Regions from separate parts of the Mus musculus genome. Here region 1 is linked to region 2. A link is a contact called in public HiChIP or PLAC-seq data. All regions are on one chromosome and are shown on one strand. The core of a region is the stretch at or near the end of the contact, and the rest is flanking DNA. Distances in the headings are between cores, read along the strand shown.

What was found. HiChIP or PLAC-seq counts read pairs in DNA pulled down with a chosen protein or histone mark.
Region 1: a contact with region 2 is called in an H3K27ac HiChIP or PLAC-seq map of regulatory T cells, with 4 times the contacts expected there. The contact joins two enhancer-like sites. A contact is called at or near these places in 4 of 484 Hi-C or Micro-C datasets (CD4 T cells, CD8 T cells, cortical neurons and 1 more), 7 of 115 datasets of contacts at active chromatin or transcription factors (T-cell acute lymphoblastic leukemia, craniofacial prominence, embryonic hindbrain and 3 more) and 4 of 9 other capture datasets (adipose tissue, embryonic stem cells, liver and 1 more).

Annotation. Positions count from the first base shown.
Region 1 is chr15:79,910,997-79,918,239 of GRCm38.p6, forward strand. It overlaps Cbx7 (chromobox 7), which reads right to left. Exons shown (of 7, transcript NM_144811.3): 7 at 4,811-7,054. It also overlaps a transcript of Apobec3 not described here. Among named protein-coding and RNA genes, the nearest start is that of Cbx7, 18 kb to the right of the region's middle. Within about 2 kb of position 3,070, at least 33 of the 459 cell types and tissues checked have an H3K27ac peak or open chromatin away from gene starts, as enhancers often do. A contact at or near this core is called in CD8 T cells and regulatory T cells, where this site is marked.
Region 2 is chr15:79,726,924-79,734,294 of GRCm38.p6, forward strand. It overlaps Sun2 (Sad1 and UNC84 domain containing 2), which reads right to left. Exons shown (of 18, transcript NM_001205345.1): 8 at 7,185-7,312; 9 at 3,167-3,421; 10 at 2,558-2,635; 11 at 2,110-2,153; 12 at 1,493-1,658; 13 at 940-1,161; 14 at 593-677; 15 at 128-243; 16 at 1-35. Among named protein-coding and RNA genes, the nearest start is that of Sun2, 12 kb to the right of the region's middle. Within about 2 kb of position 2,333, at least 39 of the 459 cell types and tissues checked have an H3K27ac peak or open chromatin away from gene starts, as enhancers often do. A contact at or near this core is called in CD8 T cells and regulatory T cells, where this site is marked.

The DNA of each region.
Region 1 (7,243 bases), core at 1,820-4,319, 180 kb after region 2:
CATCTGTAATGGGATCTGATGCCCTCTTCTGGCATGAAGGTGTACGTGCAGAGAGCATATATTTATAATCTTTTTTTTTTTTTTTTAATGTTCTTTCCTCCCAAGTCAAGGTCTCATGCATCTTAGACTAGCTTCAAACTCACTGTGCATTAAAGATGACCATGTACTCCAGATCTTCTGGTGCCTGGGATCACAGGTGGGTACCACTAGGTCATTTTCTGTGATGCTGGGGGCTAAACCCAGGGCTCTGCATGCTAGGCAAGTACTCTACCAACTGAGTAAGACATTTTTTTCAATCCTCAAAATCCCAGGCAGAACCCGAACCAAGCCCACCATCAGCGGTCGGGTGTTTGCCTAACTGGCAGGAAGCCAGGCAGCACCAACAATCCAGGGTCCTCGGTCAGCTTTGCGTGCTGTCAGCAAAGGCTGTGAGAGCGGAGCCTTTTCCCATTCAATTGGTTGCTTTGGAAAACACAGTGTTCACACATTGTTGCTTTCTTAGTGGTTTTCTGGGGTATGATTCGGCACTGGGGAGGTAGATGGGTGGGTGGCAGCTTGAGCGCACAGCTTTCTGCAGGCGGGGAGCTCTGGCTCCAACAGTGTAGATTCCTAGAGGTCTGAAAGCCGGAGGTGGGGGGTGGGAGATGGGGGCCAGAGCAAGTCTTGGTGTTCTATCACTGTGATAAACACCATGACCAAAAGCCACTTGGGAGACTTATTTGGTTTATACATCCCAATCACAATCCATCAAAGAAGGGAAACCAAGGCAGGAGCTAAAAGCAGGGGCCATGGAAGACTGCTACTTAGTGGTTTGCTCCCCGTGGCCTGCCCACTCTGTCTTCTTTCTTTCTTTCTTTCTTTCTTTCTTTCTTTCTTTCTTTCTTTCTTTCTTTCTTTCTTTTCTTTCTTTCTTTCTTTCTTTTCTTTCTTCCTTCCTTCCTTCCTTCCTTCCTTCCCTCCCTCCTGTCTTTCTTTCTTTCTTTCTTTCTTTCTTTCTTTCTTTCTTTCTTTCTTTCTTTCTTTCTTTCTCTCTTTCTTTCTCCCTTTCTTTCTCTCTCTCTCTCTCTCTCTCTCTCTCTCTCTCTCTCTCTCTCTCTCTTTCTTTCAGATTTATTTTATGTATGAGTTCACTGTCGCTGTCTTCAGACACACCACAAAAGAAGGCATCAGATCCCATTGCAGATGGTTGTGAGCCACCATGTGGTTGCTAGGGATTGAACTCAGGACCTCTCTGGAAGAGCAGTCGGTGCTCTTTAACCACTGAGCCATCTCTCCAGCCCTCACTCTGCTTTCTTATTCACCCCAGAAACACCCACCCAGTGGAGGCACCGCACGCAGCGGGTAGGGCCCTCTCATGTCAGTCATTAATGAAGAAAATGCTTCTTAGTCCATAGGCATACCCACAGGGCCATTCTGATGGGGACATGCGTGCATGTCCTCAGTTGAAGACCCCTCCTTCTAAATGATCGTAGCTTGTGTCAAGTTGACAACCAATCAGCACAGTGGACCACAGTCTTCACCAGTCTGACTGCTCCTAGAAGGAGCAACTGCATCATGCACGAGGAGAATGTCTCCCAGAGGGATACAGGCCCCACAAGCTGACACTCCCCCTCTCCCGCCCCTGCTATCAGCTCAGACTGCACATGGAATAGACTCCCTCCCAAAGATGTAGTACCTGGAGTGTGCCTAAAGGACATGGGAACATGGCCAGCTCAGCAGGCACCTGTGGGACAGAGGTCACAGGCAGGCCGGGACATTTGGTACCAGTCCCACCACAGTGATGTGGAGGCCATAGAAGCTGTATGTGAAGACAGCCTCCCCCCTCCCCAACCCCATCCACTCAGAACCCGTGGGGGCTGATGGTAACGTGCGGGAAAACACTTTAGGACAGCTTGGGTCTCTGAGGTGGTGGAAGCTTGGAGTGGATTTAATGTGAACAATTCCCTGATCCTCTTAATTTCGTCCTCTTTTTCATTGTTGTCTTATCTTTTTTTTTTTTTTTTTTTTTTTTTGTTAAAAAGTCTCACATAACCGAGGTAATTCTCAAAGTCCCTGCATAGCTTGGGCCAGGAGGTGATGGCACACACTTTTGATACCAGCACTCGGGAGGCAGAGGCAGGTGGATCTCTGACTGGGGGGCCAGTCCAGTCTACAGAGCACATCCCAGGGTTCCAGGACATGAGCCAAGGGTGACTTTGAGCTCCTGTGTTCTGCGTCCACGTTTGCAGTTATAGTAAGCAAGGGTGGCCATTGTGCCTGGCTTTTTGTTTGGCTTTTGAGACAGGGTTTCCCCTATTGTGATCCTGACTGGATGCTATTCTCTAATGTACATCAGGTTAGCTTCAAACGTATATACATCTGCTTGCCTCTACTTCCAGATTGCTGGAAAATACTTTGTTTTTTTTCAAAACAGGGTTTCTCTGTATAGCCCTGGCTGTCCTGGAACTCACTCTGTAGACCAGGCTGGCCTCGAACTCAGAAATCGCCTGCCTCTGCCTCCCGAGTGCTGGGATTAAAGGCATGCGCGCCACCACGCCCGACTGGAAAATACTTTTAAAGACAGGTAGGACCATGCTTGACTCAAGTCCAGGTTTCTAATAATTTATTCTTAAAACAGGGTCTCAAGATATAGACCAGGTTGGCCTCAAATTTCTGATCCTTCTTCTGCTTTGGCCTCCCCAGCAGTAAGGTCGTGAGTACACTGTTGATGTCCTCAGACACACCAGAAGAGTGCATCGGATCCCATTACAGATGGTTGTGAGCCACCATGTGGTTGCTGGGACTTGAACTCAGGACCTCTGGAAGAGCACTCAGTGTTTATAACCACTGAGCCATCTCTCCTGCAGCCCTTTAAGGTTGTGCTCTAAAGGACCACAGAGGACTCCCAGGAAATATGAGGGAGAGGGGGTTCATTGTGCCTCCATCACAGTGGGTGATGCCAGCCTCAGTCCTCACCAAAGCATCTGCCCAATGGCACAGCCGCTGGGGCAAGGCAGGGAGACGGGCAGGGGAGGCTAAGTGAGACTTCTTCATAGACAGCCCCTCCCAAAGCTGCCTCAAAGCCACTCATCTGTCAGAGGTGAGAACTGGGGGTGGGACCCAAATGGTGCTGAGCCTCAGGGAGGTTGCTTGATAGTGTAGAAGGTGGTTGGTCACCTTGGGACACCCGGCCCTTCAGAGCCATGGTTCTCAACCTGTGGGTCGCGACCCCCAGGCAAGCCATAGATCAGGTGTTTACATTCCAGTTCATAACAGAAGCACGATTACAGTTATGAGGTAATGACAAAATAATTTTATGATTAGATGGGGTCAATACAACATGAGGAACTGAAAGGGTTGCAGCATTAGGAAGGTTGAGGACCACAACTTTACAGTGATTCATATGTGCTTGTTCCAACACCTACTCAGACTTGGGTACATATTACCTGGGTCCTTGCTGCCATCTATGGGCAACAAGACACTGGGCTTACCCCATAAGCATTTCCCTTGCAGCAACTTCCAGTCAGCAAAGATCTCTTAGTGAGGGGGGATGCAGCTGTGTGGGCCTGGTCCGCAGACTCAACGCCCCACCCCGTGCAATACTATCCAGGGCAGCTGGTCTGTGGGGACAATGTGCTACAAAGCCTGTGTGTGTGTGTATGTGTGTGTGTGTGTGTGTGTGTGTGCAGATGGCATCTCTGTAAGATCTAGAACAGGTGCCCAGTGAATGCTGAATGCTGCCAGTCAGGAAATGGCAAGGGCTGGAGGCTAGATAGGGCCTTCATGCAGATGTAGACTCTGCTCCTTAGAACAGAGACATCCTTGCTGCCAGGCGAGCAGTGCAGGGGGCGCCTCAAAACCCTGCCGCTGAAGCTGGGTACTTGCCTCCCACAACCAGTGGGCCAATGGAAGAAACAACGCTAACATAGTATCTCATCGCTGCAAGGCTGCTACTGACCCCGAGGTTTACTGCCTCCAATCCAGGAGAGAGGAGCTTGCCAGAAGCTGGAGCTGAGTAGCCTCGCCATTCCTATTCCCGGTGGAGACTAAGACAGACAGTATCAGAGGCATGGCCTGGTAAGATAAAAGGGCTCTGGACCCCTCTGATGAATGCACTGACCTGTGGAAATGCCAGCTGTGGGGACTGAAGGAGAGAGATGAATACTGTCCACTGCAACCTTGGGGCCAGCACCAGCTCCGAGGACCAATGGCCATCCTACCAAGAAGCTTGTCTCCTTTGTTATTGTCATGGGCCACCTCTTTGCAGAGTCTTGGAGATTGTGGGCCCTCTGTGGAGTTGAGCTCAGTAGAGCAGTGGACACCATACCTCCAGAGGCTCTCCTGACATCACCTCTCATCTTGGCTGTGGACGGACATACCCAAGGTTCCTCTGCAGGTGTCAAGTCCTGCCTGTACAGCCGCGCAGGGCAGGCCATCGAGAGAACTAAGCAGTGCATGCTTTCTGCACTGCCTGTGTCGAGCTTGTCAGGTGTGCAGAGTCCATGTAAGTGCGCGTCAGCCTCATGACTGACCTGGTTCTCCAGCCTGAGACTGAACACTCAAGCTGCTGACACCCAGTCTTCTAGAACCAGCTACTCTTAGAAGATATAGAGGAACCGCAAGGTTCACGGCCACAGGCCCAGCCCTGACACGCTAGGCTCATTTCTCTCCTCAGCTGATTTTAATTGGGTTCAGAAGACTGGATGTCTATAGTCCCATACCATGGACTATAGTTGGGAGGCACGGAGTCCTGGGCTACGGTTTGAGGGTAAGGGTGGGGTATCACACAGTTATCACACCATCAAAACAAACAACCAGACACACAGAAGTCTCTAAAGACATTTTAATGTATTTTTTAATAATTTTTGCCTCATCTATCAGATAAATCATCTAAATAAATAGATGCTATACAGTCTTTTACCAATATCAGTACAAAAATAAAACTGCAGCCTACACCTGCTTACTCTTCCCATCGCACTCCCCCCGGGGGAAGGCCTATGCCCAATTCCTCCCAATACATTCAGGTCGTCTGAACAAAGCTCGTAGCTCATTCTGTGTGCAAAGGAAGCGGTCTTGCGCAAAGACCTGGTGGCCAGGTCTGGCCCGCCATTTATAAAGCAAAATCGATACCACCTCGCTGACACCGAGCTACTTCCTCGGTAGGCAGGAGGTGGAAGGAACTTGGCAATAAGATCACCATCTTACCAGATGAGAACCACGTGGGCCAAATGGGCTCAACTGTGGCACTGCACAAGTGTCCACACCAGAGGTTGAGGCACATCTTCACCCCAACCCAGGGAGGGGGAAGTTCAACCCAACCTCTACATTCAAATATGCAGGGGGAGGGGTTAAGAGATAGGCAGGTGGTCGCCACTGCTGGCTCATGGAGTACTGGCCCTGTATGGGGTTAGTGTATGTGGGTGGAGAGGGGGCGTGTTACTGTCCACTTGGGTAGCTTCAGGCTAGGAGAAGCCTGTGTATAGCCACTCGAAGCCTTCTGCCATTCTCCCTAGGCGGCCAGTTTCCAGCAGTTCAGAGCTACATGGCTACCCTGAGGGATATCCAGCCTAGTCCACAATCTCCAGGGACTGGTGGGTTTCATAAAGGGCCCCGTGAGATAAAAGGTCACCGCCTACTGCAAAAGACAGAAGGCAGCTGCTTGGAAAGCCCCCCCTGGGGTCTCATGATCAAAATTCAAATTGTACAGGCATTTAGTCCCATGCCCCTAGGGATGGGAAGCATGACACCGAAGGGATTCTGTCCCCCAATATGGTGGGCCATCAAACCCAGCAGCAAAGAAAAGCTCCAGCCACCCTCACCTCTCTGGGAGCTGGGGCTTCAAGAACACCAAGGTCTCCCCACCTCCAGGTTCCTGTAGCCTACTGGCTGAGGTTCCTGTCTCTCCTCTCTCTGGCCCACCCAGACATCCTCTAGATTCAGGTCACCCACAGATGACGGCCACCAACGGAAGCACTGAGTTAACCCTGGACCATTAAGACTAAAGGAGGGGGAGACCAGGGACTAGAGAAGGAAGAGGATAGAGTCGCAGACAGACACGGGGCAGGGTAGTGTTTAGAAGTCATCCTGCCCTTGTTCATACTGACTCTGCTGGCCTCCTAAAGACACAGCAGAATTGGTAGCTGCTAGGACCCAGCCATATAGGTTCGTATGGTAGCAGCGGGTGTGTGAGCAATGTGCTCTCGACAAGGGAGGGAGCCGTCCTCAGGTAGGAAGCTGTCAGCCTATAGGGCACCTGTGCAAACCAGCAAACCGCACCCCCCCCCTTGCCAAATCAGGACCACACACTTGTGTGCAACCTGATTCATGTTCAACCCCCACAAGGTGGGAGGGGTCATCCATCCTTAGCCATGCCATTCAGGTTGGGTGGGGAGGGGGACAAAGAAGACAAGGACTGCCCTGAGAAAGTGGTGGGACACTCCCTCCCTGACTGCCCACATACCACTGGCACCCATGGGTGCCCAGATCGGCTGATTGGCAGGAGAGGGCAGAGAAATTGGGGGGCGGGGCTGGAAAGTCACCTGAGTCAGAAAGAATGTGAACTCCTGTGGGAGGAAGGGTGGGCCAGGTGGCTGTGAGCCTGTGTGGAAGCATCTGCACCTTGCACACCAAAGCCTGGTCCAATTGGCGGCTCGGAGATGACAGCCGACAGATCCTGTCACATGACCTACGTGCAAGGCGGAGCAAGGGTGCCGCGGCAAGTTCTGTTTGTGCTGTGAATGGTGTCATGTTCAACTGGTCAGTTTTCTAAAGGTGTGCATGTTGGGGTGTCCGGATGTGTTCATGGGCATCTCTACACAGGCCAATGGCAGGGAGACAGCACACTCGGAGGAGGCTTGGTGGGCAGCCTCTTCCCTGGTCCAGCCCGTGCCGGTTGTCCTGATCCTGTCCCCGGTGGCCAAGGCCGGCCTCTGTGTCCCACCACAAGGCTGGAGTGGAAAGTTCATAGTAAAGACCCACGGCAAGGGACAGGGAAGGGACACCACCAGAAAGCTGGGGTGACTGCCTGAGGCAAGGTCTGGACCTCCTGGGCTCCTCCGGCTCCACGGATCAGCCTCTGAAAGATAATGACAGAGGCGTACTGGGCAGGGTAGCCTGTCCCCATCTGCCCAGGAGATGAGACCCAGACAACACTGGCCTTCCCCCCCTGTTTCTGAGGCCTCTTTGTAAACAACCGTCGGGGAGCAAGGGCGGGTGCTGGGGTCTTCCCCGTGCTTCTACTTTTTTAAAAAATAAAAATATTTAC
Region 2 (7,371 bases), core at 1,083-3,582:
TGGAAGGCCCAGCAGTTGCCTGGGTGCACATCTGGCTGGAGGGGGTGGGAGGCATGTCAGAACAGGGCCTCTAATCCATCTGTGGCTGACTGAGACGGGCATCCCCCACTGTGTTTAGAGTGCCCACCTGCAGAATGACCCGAGGTGACTGGGAGTGGTACCACAGGGGGATGCCAAAGAGGCTGAGGAGTGCCGTCTTGGTCTCATAAGTCTCAGAGCAGCGGGTGCTGATAACACTGGCTCCTGTCACAGGAAAGAACGATTTTAAATCTCAAAGTGGGTTGGCCCACTACTCAGGTAGTGGTTCCAGGACTAAAAAGGCGGCCAGGGAAGAGACTGCTACTGCCTGCCTTAGAGAGCATGGGAACAAGTTCCTCAGGCCCACCCCTTAGCTCTAACCTAGTCTCACAGAGCCATTCCCAGCCAGGGGTCCACTCTGGCTCATGGCTTCCCTCAGCCACCCTTGCCTTGGATGGGAGTCTAGTTTGTGCTGGTGTCAAGCCTTGTGTGCTTAGCACTGTGCTGCCTGGCAGACCTGGGGCCTCGCCAGTGTAAGGACCAGGATACGGTGAATTGGTGAAGGCACACACACCTCCTGATTCCAGGGCGTAATCCACCATTCCAATCCTGTCCTCACTGTAGCGCTGCAGGGCCTGCTTGACGATCCGGTGCACCTGCTAAAACATGCCCCAGGCAGACATGGGATGTGATTGGGGCATACCAGGTACTGCGTGCATATCCATGAACTGGCCCTGCTGAACTGGCACCAGTAGTACCCAAGCAGGCTTTGTTCATTCCACCACCCACACACACTGAGCCCAGAATCTACACCTGAACCTCCAGCCAGGAGGGTCTATCATGTCCTAACACACATGAAGAGCTGGCAGTGTGAGACTTCCAGGGGAGAGGCAGCGTGTTGGGGGAACAGTCATCCCTTACCTCCTCTGTCACCCCAACTATGCCTTCTTTCTGCAGTATCTGTCCCAGGGACGCTGCGGCCTCCCTGGCTGACTTGCCCTGCATCTCAGCCATCTTGGTAAGGATCTTGTTCTCCAGCTCCTGCAGCTGAGCGTGCATCTCATCTCTCTGCAGGAGCCCGCTGCGCGCACCCCTGTCTCCAAGAAGGAACTGCCTGATCCAGTCAGGGAACTGGGATTCCACCTACAGACAAAGGCAGTGTCACTCAGAAGCTTGCACTAATGGCAGGGGCAGCTATGACAGGGTGGGTGGGCTGTCACTGGAGGAGGAAGCAGAGCTGGAAGGGAAGGCTGGAGCCCCTGAGAGAGGTGTTAGAGGCTAGGAACTCTCCAGGGAACAGAGACTGGGATTGGAAAGCATTTTCCCCAAGAGCCTAGGCCTGCATCAGATCAGCCATGCATGCGCCTCTAGAACAACAGGCCAAAGACGCTGCTCCAGCTGACAGATGCCCCCTCCCAGGCAGGTGGTCTCAGAGGGGAGGTGATTAGTAGGGCTCTGGGTACTTCCCGCTCACATCAGCCCTGGCAGCCTGGATCTTCTGTGGCAGCAGGCCCACTTCATCTGCCACCGAGTTCTGCTTCAGAGTCAGGGCAGCCAGCTCCTGCCGCAGGCTGGCCAGCTGGGCTTCCAGCCGTCCCAGCTCCTTCACAGAGCTCTCCTGGAAGGCCTCCTGGGTCATGCTAGTTCCAGATGGAGGGAAGCAAGGTAAGGCCACACTGAGGAAGGATGAGGGACCCCTGACTGACTCCTGTCATAAGCTGGAAGCCCATCACTGTGTGTGAAGTGCCAGGGCTGCCCTTGGAGTCTGGCAGTAGAACACAGCCCAGGAGCTTGGGTTTGCCTGTCTCACAGCTAATTCTGACCTGATTCTCTGTAGGCTTGGACAGCACAGTTCACAATGCCACAGCCTGCCATGCCTTCACATCTAGGTCATAAGAGCAGAAGGCATACAGAAAAGACCAGCCCACAGGCTCCAGTTTCACTGCCGTGCCTGTCCCTGCCTCCCCAAGGCCTTACCAACCTGCCTTGTACCGTAGAGGCCATAGGCAGGATCCTAAGCTAAGTCTCAGTCAACCAGGCAGAACCCTAACGGGGTGGCAGAGCAGGCCATGGCCAGGTGGCTGCCATTACCTTTTCCATTCTGTCTTCAGCTGCTGGACTCGGGCTTCGGACTCCTAAGAGCAGCAAGAAAGGGCAAGAATAAGCCAAGATGAGTTCAGAGAAGTCTGAGAGTTCTACATGGGAGTGTTTGCTTAACCACGACCTTGAACGGGTGCCCCAGCGCTTTCAGCAAAGATCAAAGCAGGGGAAGTCCTGTGAGTCTCAGCCCTTATCAGACTCATTCCCACCTAGGTTATGTTCACTGAGCACAACACACTCAGCACAGACACCACCCTTGCACCATGCACATCCCGGGGTCACTGTGGACCGTCTGTCCAAGGCAAGTTCAGGCCCCAGAGAAGGCATGAGACTATCCCACCCCCCTCTACTCAACATCCCAGCAGTATCCATGGTAGAACCAAGGACAGATGTAATTGGGTGAGATCCCAGTGCAGGGCTGCATGCCTAGCCCACTGACCTGAGAGGCCTGGACGATCTTCTTGAAGAGATCTTCCGAGTCTTGGTGATGCTCTGCCCTCAGGGTAGCCAATTCTTCCTACCAGATATGAGGACTGGTTGTTTTGGGTGTTTTTTTTTTCTTCTTCTTCTTCTTGTTTTCTTTTGAGGCAGCATCTCTCTATATAGTTATGACTATCCCAGAACTCCCTCTGTAGACAAGGCTGGCCTTGAACTCAGAGATCTCCCTGCTTCTACCTAAGTGAAGTGTTGGGATTAAAGGTGTGCACCACCACACCAAGAGGGTTTGACAGCTGCCCTCGGAATACTTGTGACTAGACATGGTCTAACTGGGTTCCTTCTAGGGTTTTTTCCGGGAGTTTCAGCTCCTGGTCTTATCTACAAGGCTCTGAAATACAAGGAATACCACCTGTGCCTGACACGTCTCTCACCATGGAAGACGGATCATCTTCATCTTGACAGGGCACCTGGCAAATGGCCCTAAGTGACACACTACCATCTCCCCCGGGCCCCATGGGGCCTCCTACATCCCACATGACTGTCAGGGTTTTCTATGGCATTGCCTTTATGAAATGTGCCACCCCACCTCCAGGCAACAATGTTCTCCCACCTGGATATGAGCCACTGTGTCCCTGCGCAAGTCCTCCTTCAGGGTAGCCTCGCGGCGGCTCACCAACCCTTCTAGGAGAGACAGGGCATCTTCATGGCTCAGGCTACTGCCTCCTCCATGGCCAGCAGCCCCCTGCCGCAGCTCCAGGCGTTCCAGCCGTATGGCCTCCTTCTGCCAGTTGGAGGAAAAGTCTGCAGCAAGGGCTTCCAGACGCCGCTCCAGAGAGTGAACCCGGGAGAGAACGCGCTGCTCAGCCTGGTGGGCCGGAAAGACAGAGCATGGGCCCAGGGCAGCACACCACAGGCTTCCCGAGTATGCGCTGCTCAGCCTGGTGGGCCAGAGGAAAGACAGAGCATGGGCCCAGGGCAGCACACCACAGGCTTCCCGAGTATGCGCTGCTCAGCCTGGTGGGCCGGAAAGACAGAGCATGGGCCCAGGGCAGCACACCACAGGCTTCCCGAGTATGCGCTGCTCAGCCTGGTGGGCCAGAGGAAAGACAGAGCATGGGCCCAGGGCAGCACACCACAGGCTTCCCGAGTATGTGCTGCTCAGCCTGGTGGGCCAGAGGAAAGACAGAGCATGGGCCCAGGGCAGCACACCACAGGCTTCCCGAGTATGCGCTGCTCAGCCTGGTGGGCCGGAGGAAAGACAGAGCATGGGCCCAGGGCAGCACACCACAGGCTTCCAGAGTATGCGCTGCTCAGCCTGGTGGGCCAGAGGAAAGACAGAGCATGGGCCCAGGGCAGCACACCACAGGCTTCCCGAGTATGCGCTGCTCAGCCTGGTGGGCCAGAGGAAAGACAGAGCATGGGCCCAGGGCAGCACACCACAGGCTTCCCGAGTATGCGCTGCTCAGCCTGGTGGGCCGGAGGAAAGACAGAGCATGGGCCCAGGGCAGCACACCACAGGCTTCCCGAGTATGCGATGCTCAGCCTGGTGGGCCAGAGGAAAGACAGAGCATGGGCCCAGGGCAGCACACCACAGGCTTCCCGAGTATGGCCACTGGAACAGCTGGGATAGGGCAGCTGGGCATAGTGACACAGGCTGTTAATCCCAGCACTCGGGAGGCAGAGCAAGTGGGTCTTTATGAGTTCAAGGCCAGCCTGTTCTACAGAGGGAGTTCCAGGACAGCCAGTGGTAGTGAAAGTCTCTCTAGGGAAACACAAACAGGGCAAAACCAGCTGGGACATGGCTGGTAGCTGCAGCATCTGGCAGGAGATCCTGGGCATGCATTGCAGGAGGGCTCCCCCACCTCCAGCCCCCCTCAACATGTTGTCACCATCAGATCCCCACGTGGAGGGAAACACAGCTGGGAGAGGGAGTGTGAGCACAGGGACTGGCCAGGAAAATGTTGTGAATCTGTAGGATGGTCACAGGGGCCCAGCTAGGAAGCCCCCCCATGAGCTGTATAAGGTGGGGGAGGCAGCTTTTGGCTTTCACCTGCTTTTCTCTTCCATAGATAATTATACCAAAGAGGAAACGGTTTAAAAGGTTTGCATTTTCCTCATTTAAACGAATGCCCTAGAGAAGCTGTAGTAACAGCCATTCAGAGCTAACGAACGGTGCACCTGATAGTATGTCATGAATATGAGGACAACTGTTGGCCAAACAACAAAATCTTTGCCAAGGGAAATTACAAAACACAATCTACCAACTGTCCTTTAAAGGGCAAAGGACTTTGGGGCAGAGGTCTTGGGTTGTAGGCATTCTCTTTTAAACATGCTTGCACAACTCCCAAGGCAGCAAGCACAGGCTCCCATTCCCAGCCCGCCCAGCCCGCCCCACCATCACATCTCCAAGCAGCGTCTTCACTGAGTCTGCCCACAAGCAGATCCTGGCTGTGCTCTGCTGGCCTTGCTTCCCCTTGTCACATGAAAGGTGGCCCAGGACTGAATTGCCCCCATCTCTTCAGGAGTCAGTTTTAAAAGGAATTTGCAGATGACAGAATATGCCATAATTTTAAGAAATAAGATCATACTGTGCTAGAACATATTTAATATGTGGCAAGCTTAATTCAGCTGATACAGGCGAAGTTCACTTCACTAGAGAACTAAGAGTTTGGGAGGGTGGGGGTTGTTTCATTGAAAAAGGATCTCACTCAGTCCAGACTCTCCTGCAGTTTACTATGTAGCCCAGGCTGCAAATATGTGATTCTCCTGCCGTATCCTCCCAAGTGCCAGGACTACAGGTGTGAGCCACCATGCCCTGCTAAGACCAATAGGTTTGTGTGTGTGCCATGTTCTTGTATGTGGTGTAAGCATGTGTGTACAGATAGTATCTTGTGGATTGTATGGATGCGTCACCTGTCAATTAAAAAGGCTATGGCCTATGGCTTAGGCAGGAAATAGAATGTGGGACATCTGGAAGGAGAAAGAATTCTGGAATAGGCCAGGTGCAGGAGATTGACTGGGGGAAGATGTGAGGAGATAAGATGCATGGTACCCAAGCACAGGTAACCAGCCACATGGCAGAATGTAGGTTAAAAGTAATTGGGTTATTTTAGTTATGATCCAGTAAGAGAAGACCTAGCTATATGACCAAGGTCTTTGTAAATATTTTGAGTCTGAGTCCTATTTCTAGGCGCATGGGACTGAGAGGAAGAACCAGATCTTAACTTCCAACACCTGTGTGCACATGCATGTATGTGTGCACATGTATGTATGTATGTATGTGTGCACATGTATGTGTGCAATGTGTGTATGTGCACATGTATGTAGGTGTGTGTGCATGCACATGTATGTGTGTGTGCACATGTATGTATGTATGTATGCACATGTATATATGTATGTGTGCACATGTATGTGCAGGTATACTTGCTTGTGTTTGCACAAGGGGAAGCCAGAGGTTGGCATTAGATGTCTCCCTCTATGGCTCCCTACCATATATATTTTTGTTTTGTTTTGTTTTTTGTTTTTTGTTTTTCAAGACAGGGTTTCTCTGTGTAGCCCTGGATGTCCTGGAACTCAGTTTGTAGACCAGGCTGGCCTTGAACTCAGAAATCCGCCTGCCTCTGCCTCTGGAGTGCTGGGATCAAAGGTTGCGCCACCACACCCAGCTCCCACCTTATATTTTGAGTCATTTAACCTGGGGCTCAGCATTTCAGCTAGACTGACTAGACAGCAAGCAAGCCCTGGAGATCCACCTGACTGCACCCCACCATCCCAGCACCAGGGTCACAAGCCTGTGCTAGTCGTACTGGTGATATGAACTCAGGTCTCATAACCGCACAGCAAGCAGGCTGTGCGCTGTGCCAGCACCCCAGCCGGGGGACAGAGTGTCAGGTAACCTGTGTTTCTATTACAGTCTGGTTCTACGTCCACATGTCACCCTCGACTGTGCCCTGAAGAGCACACCCTAGACCTGCCCTAATCTAAGACCCTGGCTACTGTCCCATGCCCATGACTACAGCCTCTGCAGAGTGACCTAGCAGGCTCTTTGCCTCCCCCTCCTCGAACCCGCTCTGGTCCTGCCATTTGCTTCCCCAAGTCCCAACTCACCTGGGTGGTTTCCCCTTCTAGAAAACACCTATGGGAGCAAACCCAGGCTAGCTCGATGGGAGAACAAAGATCAGGCAGGGGCAGTTAGTTGTCCCTGTGAGGGACTGGGCCAGCTGGCCCACTAAGCAACTAGCACAGACTGTCCTGGCATAGCCCACAAGGGCCTACTGGTTCCTCCAGACTCACAGACTACTATATACTTGAAGTCTTAAGCCACAGTGTGAGTTGGGGGAGGGGTGGGAGGTACCTGGTCAGGATGTTACACACGGAAGCCTTGGCAGTATGGAGAAATCACATTGGAAAGCAACAAGGCCGTTTGCCAGCCCTTCCTTCTGCTTTCTGAGGATGTACATAACTTTTGGGTTGTTGAGTCGCCTTTAGAGGCAAGTTAGCTCCCCCATGACCTCCAACAGCCCAGGAAGGGTGTTGTTGTTTTGTGGCTTTGTGTGAGTTTTGTGTGACTTCTCCAACCTGCAAAGCCAGGCTGGAGAGCTCCCCACCCTCAGCACCCTCAGCCTCACCTGGAAGTGCTGGGAGGCGTCTCTGGATTCCCACACCTCTGGCTGCTTCCTGCTCTCTTTTGCTGCCCACCAGGAGACCACAGCGGGTTGCAATGTCTGCAGCCCTAAGGGGTAAAAATGCCAAGCACCTAGGCACAGGGAGAGAGTCCTTAGAATCTTCTTGGTCACAGCCTATGTCACACATTGT